Regions from separate parts of the Gossypium hirsutum genome. Here region 2 is linked to region 1. Evidence: chromatin contacts called from public Hi-C data. All regions are on one chromosome and are shown on one strand. The core of a region is the stretch at or near the end of the contact, and the rest is flanking DNA. Distances in the headings are between cores, read along the strand shown.

Evidence for each region. A called contact is a pair of places that touch in the nucleus more often than the background predicts.
Region 2: a contact with region 1 is called in a Hi-C map of leaf, with 2.5 times the contacts expected there. The contact joins the promoter of LOC107889565 here to the enhancer-like site in region 1. A contact is called at or near these places in 2 of 34 Hi-C or Micro-C datasets (both in leaf).

What each region holds. Positions count from the first base shown.
Region 1 is chrA11:106,831,661-106,836,847 of Gossypium_hirsutum_v2.1, reverse strand. No RefSeq gene overlaps it. Among protein-coding and RNA genes, the nearest start is that of LOC107926748, 12 kb to the left of the region's middle. Within about 2 kb of position 2,202, at least 3 of the 9 cell types and tissues checked have an H3K27ac peak or open chromatin away from gene starts, as enhancers often do. A contact at or near this core is called in leaf, where this site is marked.
Region 2 is chrA11:107,024,025-107,028,951 of Gossypium_hirsutum_v2.1, reverse strand. LOC107889565 (auxin-responsive protein IAA16) reads left to right here and starts at 2,407. Exons shown (of 4, transcript XM_016814042.2): 1 at 2,407-3,033; 2 at 3,553-3,942; 3 at 4,043-4,104; 4 at 4,188-4,576. The coding sequence starts at 2,795. The coding sequence ends at 4,225.

The DNA.
Region 1 (5,187 bases), core at 953-3,452:
TGTGTTGGTTTTAAACTTTCAATCAATATTCATGAAATTCAAGATTATAAATACAATCAATCCTAATTTATTCAATGATTTAGATTAATTAGACAATTAAGATGTTAGGAATAAAATTAATACCTCAAACTCATTTAAAAATAAAAAAATAAGTTTTGCAATAAAAAAATCCTATGTCAAAAAAAAATCACAATCCTAATTTTCTAGATGTTAACCACAATTCTAATTTTCTAAAGATTAATCAATAAAGCTTAAAAAGAAAAGAAGAGTTATTATCAAATTAGGGGACTAACTAGAAAGTATTGAAATATTGATCACTTTTCTTGTAAAAAGTTCTAAAGAGAGTGTCCTAGAGATAAAAAAAAAGTGAGAGAAAAGTTTCGATTGTTGAAAAAAAATAAAAGATAAAAAGAATTTTTAGATTTTAACAATGGAAAGAGATTCATTTATTTTTATATAAAATTGATTTTAAATTCTTTGTAAAACAAGATTTTATTTTTTAGGTTGAATCACCATGAAAAATATTTGATATATAAGTTTCTAGATTTTACAAGTTGGGTTAAGGTTGGTAAGTGTCTAATTATAAAAATAAAAGGTTGAATTTTTTTCTAAATAAAGGAAGATAAATACAAATGAAAAAAAAACCATGGTTAGGCGCAAATTCACAATTGGTTGAATTTTAAAAAATATATATTCACATAATTTATAATATACTCAAAATTTTACTTAATTAATTCTAAAAAATTTCTTATAAAAATTCAAAAGAAAAAATAAAATTTTAATTTAAAAAAATTAAAATTTTTAAAAAGAATTTTTAATTTTTTTAATTTTTCAAGATTTTGGAAATATTTATTAATTTTTTAAAATATTATATAATTTTATATTTTTTTATTTTTAAAATTAAACTAATTGAAGATGGACAACTGAAGATGTTTTCCAAAACTATGTTTTTCTTTTTCTTTTCACAATCGATTTAAATAGTTAATGTTGTAATCAATTATCTTTTTTTTTTAATTTTAAAGAAATGAATTATTTATCAGCCAAGCATTCTCTTACGGCTAGATCCAATCTTCCGGTCCCTGCGGAAACGGAAAAGAAAAATAGGGACTAAACTATCCTCTTTAATTTGAAATTAAAAAATTTATTCTTAATTTAATAATTTATTAATGAAAATACTAATAGATTAAATTGCTCTATTTATTTGAAGAACTAAATTGCCTTAGATCTTATACTACAATAACCTTTCGGAGGGGCTAAAATTAAATTGTCTATATCTTTATAATTTTTAAAGGATTAAATAAAATTTTTAAAAATTGTAAGGGTCAAAATAAAAAATTTTCCATTTTAGGGGGCCAAGACCCTTATCAGCTCCCCTAAATCTGCCTCTACTCCTAGTATTGATTAAAATATAATTACGTTATTAGTCTTGTATTTTTATAGAATTTGATTAAAAGTTAAAAATTCAGCCCACATGTCGATTTTAAAATTATTTTTCAATCATTATCATCGTTGATAGTTCACATTAGAACATATTTATTTTTCGTCAATCATATATCACATTATATAAGGAAAATCTAATTAATACGTTAAATTAATAAATTTTAACAAAAAAATATGGACAATATTAATTATCAATATATAATTTTTAAATAAAAATTGCAATCTGTCAAAATACAATTAGACTAACAGCAATTATTGTAGGGGATATAATGATGTAAATACAGAAATTCAAATTTAAATAATTAATATATTCTTTAAAGAATAATTAATATATCTCTATACAGAAATGAAATTGATGTGGACAAATATTGTTATATAAGAGATCCGATTTTTTACTTTTTTGCCTAATAAAACCTTAAAACTTTGAGGTCTTCCAGTTATGTACTAATTTTATTAGTTTGAATATGTTGAATGGTATTTCTGTAAAATTTGAAATATTTAAGTTGAAAACATTTAGAAAATCTATTATTATTATTATATTTTACACCATAATCATTATAAAATTTATTACAAAACCCTAAACTATTTGTGTTTTTATTTTATTTTATTGTAGTGGGTGGAAGCTGTGTGTTGATTTGTTTGCTTGTGTGTTATTGTCAATGTGGGGGGTGGATGTAATGAAGGAATTGATGGTTTTGGAATGGGTGAATTGAACTGCTGCTTTTTCAATGTTTGCTGCCCCCCATTACACGGCCGGCCCCCCTTCACCACCACTATCACTATCATTTGAGGTTCAGATTTTGACATTCATTTCACCTCTTCACACCTCTTATGGTTATTATTTTGATTATATACATTATGATAAAAAAATTATAAATATTTTTGGGAAGCATGACTATGAGGCAACAACCTCAATGGTATGGAGAAGCAGTTGAGCAGTCACTCTCTGTGATTCTAAAATAGGTAGCTCTGCTTATTAGTTTTCAGAAAGGCCATCATACATGGTACGATTTAAAATCTGACTCTTCTTTCTTTGAATTATATGATGACCATTTTCTACTAGGGTTTTTGTTTTTTCTACAAGGCCTTACATTTAGCGTTTGCCGCCACTCGCCTTCTGCCCGTGGCCTACATTTACACTCTACTAATACTTGGCTTCGGTTAATTATTAATAATTTTAGTAGGTATGTAATAAAAAATATATTGCAAAACAATACTATTAGATTTGTCTATAGATTAGGTCAAGCCTTAACAAATTTTTAGGCTCATTTGATAGGTTTGAGTTCGGCCTGGTCTGTAAAAACGAGTTTAAAATTTTACCTAAGTTTAGCTCAGATAAAAATACTAAAATCTAGGCTCGGTGTAGCCCGCTCATATTAATTTTTTATATTATTTTTTTATATAATTTTTGAAAAATATATAGTACATCAAAAACACTAAAAACATAAAAATAAATATTTCTTAACAAATTGAAAATAAATTAAAAAAATATTTATAGCAAAATTAACAATAAAATAAGAAGTATACTATATATATCCAAACAATAAAAATAAAATAATAGCAAGATAATAGTGAAATGATAACAAAATAATGATAAAACAACAAGAAAACAGCAAGCAAGAAAACAACAACAAAAAATTTCTTTTTGCAAATTCAAGCTAGGCCAGGGTCAAAAAATCTTTGTCGAGACCCCGTCCATTTTTTAAACAAGTCTTAGTTTTTGCCCTATCTCATTTTTTAAGCCTATATTTTTGTCTAAACCCTTCAACTTTTCGGATGAGCGCCCATGAACAAGTCTAGGTGTTAATAATTTAGAAATTATGTTAGTATTTTAACTAAAATAAAGTATTTAAATTATCTAATGGTATTGTAAAAAGATGGTTTACCAAATTATGTCAGAAATTAAATGTTAAATTTGAGCGTCATATAGAGACTAAAATTAAAAATTTGACCAATGCTATATAATCTTAAAACCAAAAGGCTAGAAATGTCAAATTCAAGATTTTAGGTCCTATAGTTTTTAAATTTAAAAATTCAAGTCGTGTTAGTAACGCTATTAAAAATATAATATTTATCTAATAAAAAAATCAAAATGAATCATATATTGTTTTTAAAAAAATCAACTAATTTACTTCTTCAATGAAATTAACAAAAGTAAAAGTAGAATGACCAAAAATATCAAATGGAATTTACCTTATTAATCCATTTTAATAAAAGAACAAAAATCATCCAACGATTAATATCAAGAAAAGAAATTGGTAAACAACAGAACAAATGAAATCACTATTAAATCCAAGAAAAAGAAACAAAAATTGTTGGCCATATCCTGTATTCAAGAACAAGGGCAGCAACTTTGTCGTGCCCAGGCATGGGCATGGGCCATGAATGCAGCTGTAGTAGCCTCGTCTATTAAGTTAGGGTTTGTGTTGCTAGTTGCATTGTTCATGAATGGCTAAAACACCATCGGAGGGGAACATTATTTTCAAAGCTAGAATCAGGTTAGCCGATGGTCCCACCGACATGCTAAACGAAATATACACTATCACTCCGCTTGTAGCACGCAGTATATAGACGTAGCAGATTCTATAACACCCCTTATTCATCCTGTGGATAGGTACGGATAGGAGATGTTATCAAAACAAAAATTTAAAATATGGCAGTTAAAAATTTGAGAATATAAAATTTTAAAAAAATTAGGAAAAAAAATAATGATTCAAGTTTAAATCAATTACTGGACTTAGGAAACATGCTAATGTCATTTAGGTTCAATTCGTAAATGATTGGAGTTGTTTGGGGCCTTAAACAAGTTTTTGAGGGCTTAACATGGCCTAAGCAGTGTTTTCATAGTATCAGGAGGAGATGTATCCGTACATCCTATACAAGCCCTTGTTACTTTAACTTTTTAGCTATTGGCTGGTGTTGTACTGATACAACCAATTCATGTTTCGATACACGAGTCCCCAGAAGCTAAATTGGCTTCAAAACACATAAAATTATCCCCAAATATCATTATAGGTATCTATGAGTTTTAAATCATCTAAAAACCGAATCAAAATCTATTCAAACACAAATTCAAGTCACACACATGTCCAAATCAAATTTAGGAGTAAAAAGCTAACTTAAAATATCAAATAGTTTCAAATCACACATGATTACACAAGCTAATATACTCGTAAATACTCAAACTAGCCTAAGCCTTTATATACGTGACAAAATGCAAATAAGCAAATATAAATTCACTACTATACAACCTTTAAACCATGCCCGTGATGCAATCCTCCAAAGATACGGTCTTGATAAGTGCTAAAAATAACATATTTAAACATAATTCTTAATTTATTTTTAGGTGATTATTCGTTGTTAATTGTGAATTTTATGCTCCTAATACTTTAAGTTCATGTTTTTATGCTTAACAGAGCATTTGGGAGCAAAATGAGCAAAAAATAAGCAAAAATAAAAAAATCGAAGCTAGATACAGGAGCCACATGAGTTGACCCATTCCACATGGCCGTGTGGCCCACATAGGCTACCACACGGTCATGTGGTAGGACGTGTCAATTGTGCGGATTTACACACTAAACAGCAAGAAAACGTGATTTATAGGTTTTTCGGGCATTATAATATGTATGTATGACAAAAATAAAAAGACAGGAGGGAGTCGTCATAGAATATTCTAGAAAACAACTAGAAAAACAACATTGAAATCAATTCTGAAGTAGATTTTCATCAAGATTAAAGATCCTCATT
Region 2 (4,927 bases), core at 1,158-3,657, 190 kb before region 1:
ACAAAAGCAACTAGGATTTTACCATTGTTGTAGTCTTCTACTACATTAGCTTCACTAGATTGTTTTGGTTGTTTTTCTTTTTGATTTGTAGCCTCCTTTTTTATCTTCTTCTGCAACTTTAGCACTCAAACTTAATGTGCCCTTTCTTTTTTCATAAATTACAGGTTTTATCTTTGTTTGAAGATCTCGATCTACCTCTAGATTTATTACGAGGATTTCGTTCCTGTGTCCTCCCATGATTATCACTAATATTTTGTTCTTGTCTCCCATGGACAATGAAACCCTCTTCTTGATAGTCAGATCCAATCACAAGATGTTTCATCTTGTCATACGAGGGTAAGGAAGCATAGACTTCTTCAATTGTGAGAGATTCGTGACTATACAAAATTGTATCTCTAAAGGTTGAATAATACGGGGGCAACGAACAAAGTAGAATTAACCCTAAATCTTCTTTATCATACTGAACTTCCATGGCATCTAAATCTGAAACAATTTCTTTAAACACAATTAACTATTTGAGCACAAATATACCTTCCTCCAAATGATAAGAATAAAGATGTTACTTTAGATGCAACTTGCTAATTAGGATTTTCAACATGCATAGCTATTGCAATTTTCCCCATAATGCAATGACGGTCTTCTCTTTCAACACGTCCTGTAGAATTTCATTCGACAGATGAGGTTGTAATGGCATTAAAGCCTTTAGATCTTTGCACTTCTTCTCTTTATCCGTCAATATCAAAGGCATCTTATCTAACCCTAGCAGGACATCCTCCAAATCCGTTTGTGCAAGACCTGCCTGCATCTTTACTTACCACAACATGAATATGGTGTTATGATCTAACAGCAGAATATCATACTTCATTGTCACCATTACCATGATCTAGATAAGCAACTCGAAAAGTTCTTGATACTAGTTTGTTGAACTAACGTCGATAATAGAAATAAAGAACGATCGCAAAGCAATAAGAAAGAAAAAAGAAAACACATAGATTTTACGTGGAAAACACTTTCGGGAAAAAATCAAGGGCAAAAGAGAAGAAAATTCACTAATGTCAAATTCGATTGATTGATGATGAGTTTCAACTACATCTATTTAAAGGTTGAAAAACCTTATTCTAATCAATGCCAAATAGATAAAGTGTAGTAAGGCTGAAAAACCTTATTCTAATTAAAATAAAATAAAAGAAATGTAGTTCTATATAGATTTTACCATTGTATTTTATTTTAACAATAATTCGGGTTATTCATTTCTAACATGATGAACTCCTTATGTGGTTTGTATTTAATTCTGGATGGTTGGATACTAGAGTTGTTTTGATGTTATCTTAATGCTATAATGATCTGATACATTAATGATTGATTTCATAGTTTGGTTTTATAGTTGTTGGTTGGTTAAGTTTCTAAGGGGGAGTATCATTTTGAATATTGGATTTACCTTACTTGATATTGTTGTAGTGTTTTTGGTAAAAAAGTTGCCAAAAGTGGAGAATGTTAGTTCCAGTTGCACATTTTAGTTGTACTATCAATTACGTCTCACTTTGCATTTGGACAGTTGTATAATTTTCCATATGTGTTGATATATTTTGACTAAATTCTTGTGATTATTTTTCTTACATGTCTTTGAGGGCTTTGAGCATAAATTAATTAGATTTGGTTATGTTGAATATCGTAAAACAAAAACTTTATTTGAAGAGTTTAAGTGTAATTTACTTATTATTTTGAAAGAGATCTTGTTTCTATTGAAGTTCAAATGTTGAAAATCTCTAGTTATTTGATGCCAAATAGAACACCAATTGGAGCAAAATCTACAATTGTCTATGTATTCATGTAAGAATTAGAAAGAGCACTTATTTGTTTATTAGAAGAACTTGCATTAAGTGCAATTTGATTGTAAATAAATTATTTTCATTTTCAGTTTGAGAGTGTGAGGTTTAGGGTGAATTTAGAAATTCTTTTAGGGAGGACTAAAATTAAATTATGAATTTTCGAGCTGTCAAATATAGATTTTATAATGTATTAATTTATGATTTTATAATTTTTAAGATGATATAATTTTAAAATTTTTAAATTTAAAAGGAATTCATTTTCCCCTTGTATCAGTTGGTGAAGTTATAATTAAATCACTATTTATATTGATTTATAGTGGATTTTACTCTTTGAACAAAAGAAACTACAAGGGACACGAATTACGCACCTATGCTATTTTACTCTTCCAATTATTCTATTTATTAAAACTAAACTTACAATCAACAAATAACTCAAAGCTAAAAGAAACCGAGTTAAAATGAATCTTCCGTTTTAAGTCTGATATAATTCAAATGAAATTCGCATGTAATGCCCCTAAAACATGAGATATATACCATAATAAACACCATTGTTAATAGCATCTTCATAAACTGGTTGTAAATTGGTGGAGCCTAGCAGACAAGAGGGAGGCAAACAACACAAACTCTTGTATCATTCTAACAATTACATCATCCATGACGCCACTTCCCCGACACATCTTGGACGGTTGAATTAACACTATCTCCACTTGGAATAATCGTCACCGTCCAAATCCCACAACCATAATATTCCGCAACAGTATATTATCTTTTGACATAAACCATATTTTGGCCTTCTTCTCTACCATTTTCACACTCTTCCTTTAGCAAAACCACATTCTCAAGAGAAACAAAGGGGAAAAAAAAAAGCAGAACGCAAGTGAAGAGATATCAGGAAAGAAAATTAAAGTCGGGTTGCTTTCGGGTTTTTGAGCTTTGTTCGTAAAATTTGGTGTATAAGTAACACAATGACTAGCATTATGGATGCAGAGCGTGACAAGTATAGCATGATTAATTTCGAAGAGACGGAGTTACGTTTAGGATTACCCACAGGCATTGAAAATGATAATGAAACCGCCAAAAATAATGGGAAAAGAGGGTATTCGGATATGGTTGATTTGAAGCTTAACCTTTCAACAACAAAGGAAGCATCGGTGGATGAAGCTGAGAAGATGAAGGAGAAAAACACTGCAAAGCCCCCTGCTAAGTAAGCTACCGTTATACTTTTTCTTTCTCTTGCTTCTTGGTTAGTTAATGATCTTGTTCCTTCATTTTTTTAATTTCTTTTTAGAGACAAGAAGTGAGCATGTACAAGCATCATGAGTATAGTTTTGAATGAAATAATACTTTCTTTTTTTGGCGACGGAAGTTGTTTTCGTCGCTAAAAAGCTCTTTCTGTTACTGAGATTAACTGTTGGATATTAGTTTGAATGGTACTAGAAGATGAGTCTTGATTGAATCTTGGCCATGTAAAGCGTAGAAACAATTTTTAGTGGGATATTTGGTGGCTTTAGTTGTTTGTCGGGAAAAAGAGGGAAAACAAAACATGTGGAATCTTTATTACTTTTCCCAGCAACCAAACAATAATTCAAAAGTTTTAACTTGAAAATGGCTAAGATAGTCCACAGCTAAGCTACCAAACTTTTGGTAGACGTCAATAGTTGACAATATTTTTTTTGTTTTTTTGCTAGTTTTTTTATGGTAAATTTGAATACTTGGATTTTAGGGCACAAGTAGTAGGATGGCCACCGGTCAGGTCCTTTCGGAAAAACATCATGACCGTTCAGAAGAACAGCTCCGACAACAAGGGTGAGAAAACCGGCAGTGGAAACACCATTAACACCGCCTTACCGGCGGCGTTTGTTAAGGTCAGCATGGATGGTGCACCCTATCTACGCAAGGTGGACTTGAAATTATACAAGAGTTACCAAGAACTATCGGATGCCTTAGGCAAAATGTTTAGCTCCTTCACTATTGGTAACTGTGGGGGTTCACAAGGAATGAAAGATTTCATGAATGAAAGCAAATTAATAGATCTCTTGAACGGGTCTGAATATGTTCCTACTTATGAAGACAAAGATGGAGATTGGATGCTTGTTGGTGATGTCCCATGGGAGTAAGTTATTTTCCAACTCCAGTTAATTTTTTTACAGTTATTTATACTAATTAATTTTATGATTTAAAATTAACTCAAATTTTTTAACTAAATTTTGTAGAATGTTTGTCGATTCATGCAAGCGTTTACGAATCATGAAAGGATCAGAAGCCATTGGACTTGGTTAGTAACTATTAGTTCTATGTAGACTAATTTTATTTGAATATATAGAAGCTTATGGGGATAATTTTTCATGGCACTGGCAGCTCCAAGAGCAGTGGAGAAATGCAAGAACAGAAGCTGATGCTAGCTTCATTACAAAACAACAATCTGAGTTAAGAATCAAGTGTTAGTAAGATAAAAAGAAAAGAGAGCAGCAAACCGGTTCGAAAGGGATCGAGCAGGGAGTTTGAATGTGTTCATCAGCATGAAGAAAAAAAGAGAAGAAATTATTAAGAGACAAGAAATCTATACGAAAAATATTTACAAGACTTGGTTTTAATTTCTTCTGTGGGTTGTGTAAGAATTAATAACCTAAAAATTATTAATAATGTTTTTGATTAGTTATGCATGTGATTTCTTTTCTTGTTAATGTTATATTGTAAGAAAAGATTCTGTGCATGTAATATTTAATTTAATGATCGGTTTTGATGAATTTTATAATGTTTTATTGTAATTGGTTTAGGAGACACACAAACAAGATCCATGAACGAAGTGATAAGGTTAAGGGCAACGCCATGTGCAAACGGCCGGCAGCATTTAAGATTTCAATTATAACTATTTTTTAATTAATTTTCAAATTATTTTAGAAAATAAATAAATTATCAAGTAACTAACAATTGAATTAGCTTAAATGCTGGATTTGGTTGGAAAAATAAAAAGCATATTCCTTTTAAGATATATCCGACATGAAACTAGGGATTTGTAAAATTTGGTTTTGTTCTTTCCATTTTTAAAAGATTCCTTTAATAAAAGGTTAATATTGATTCTCACCAATTTTGGGGCA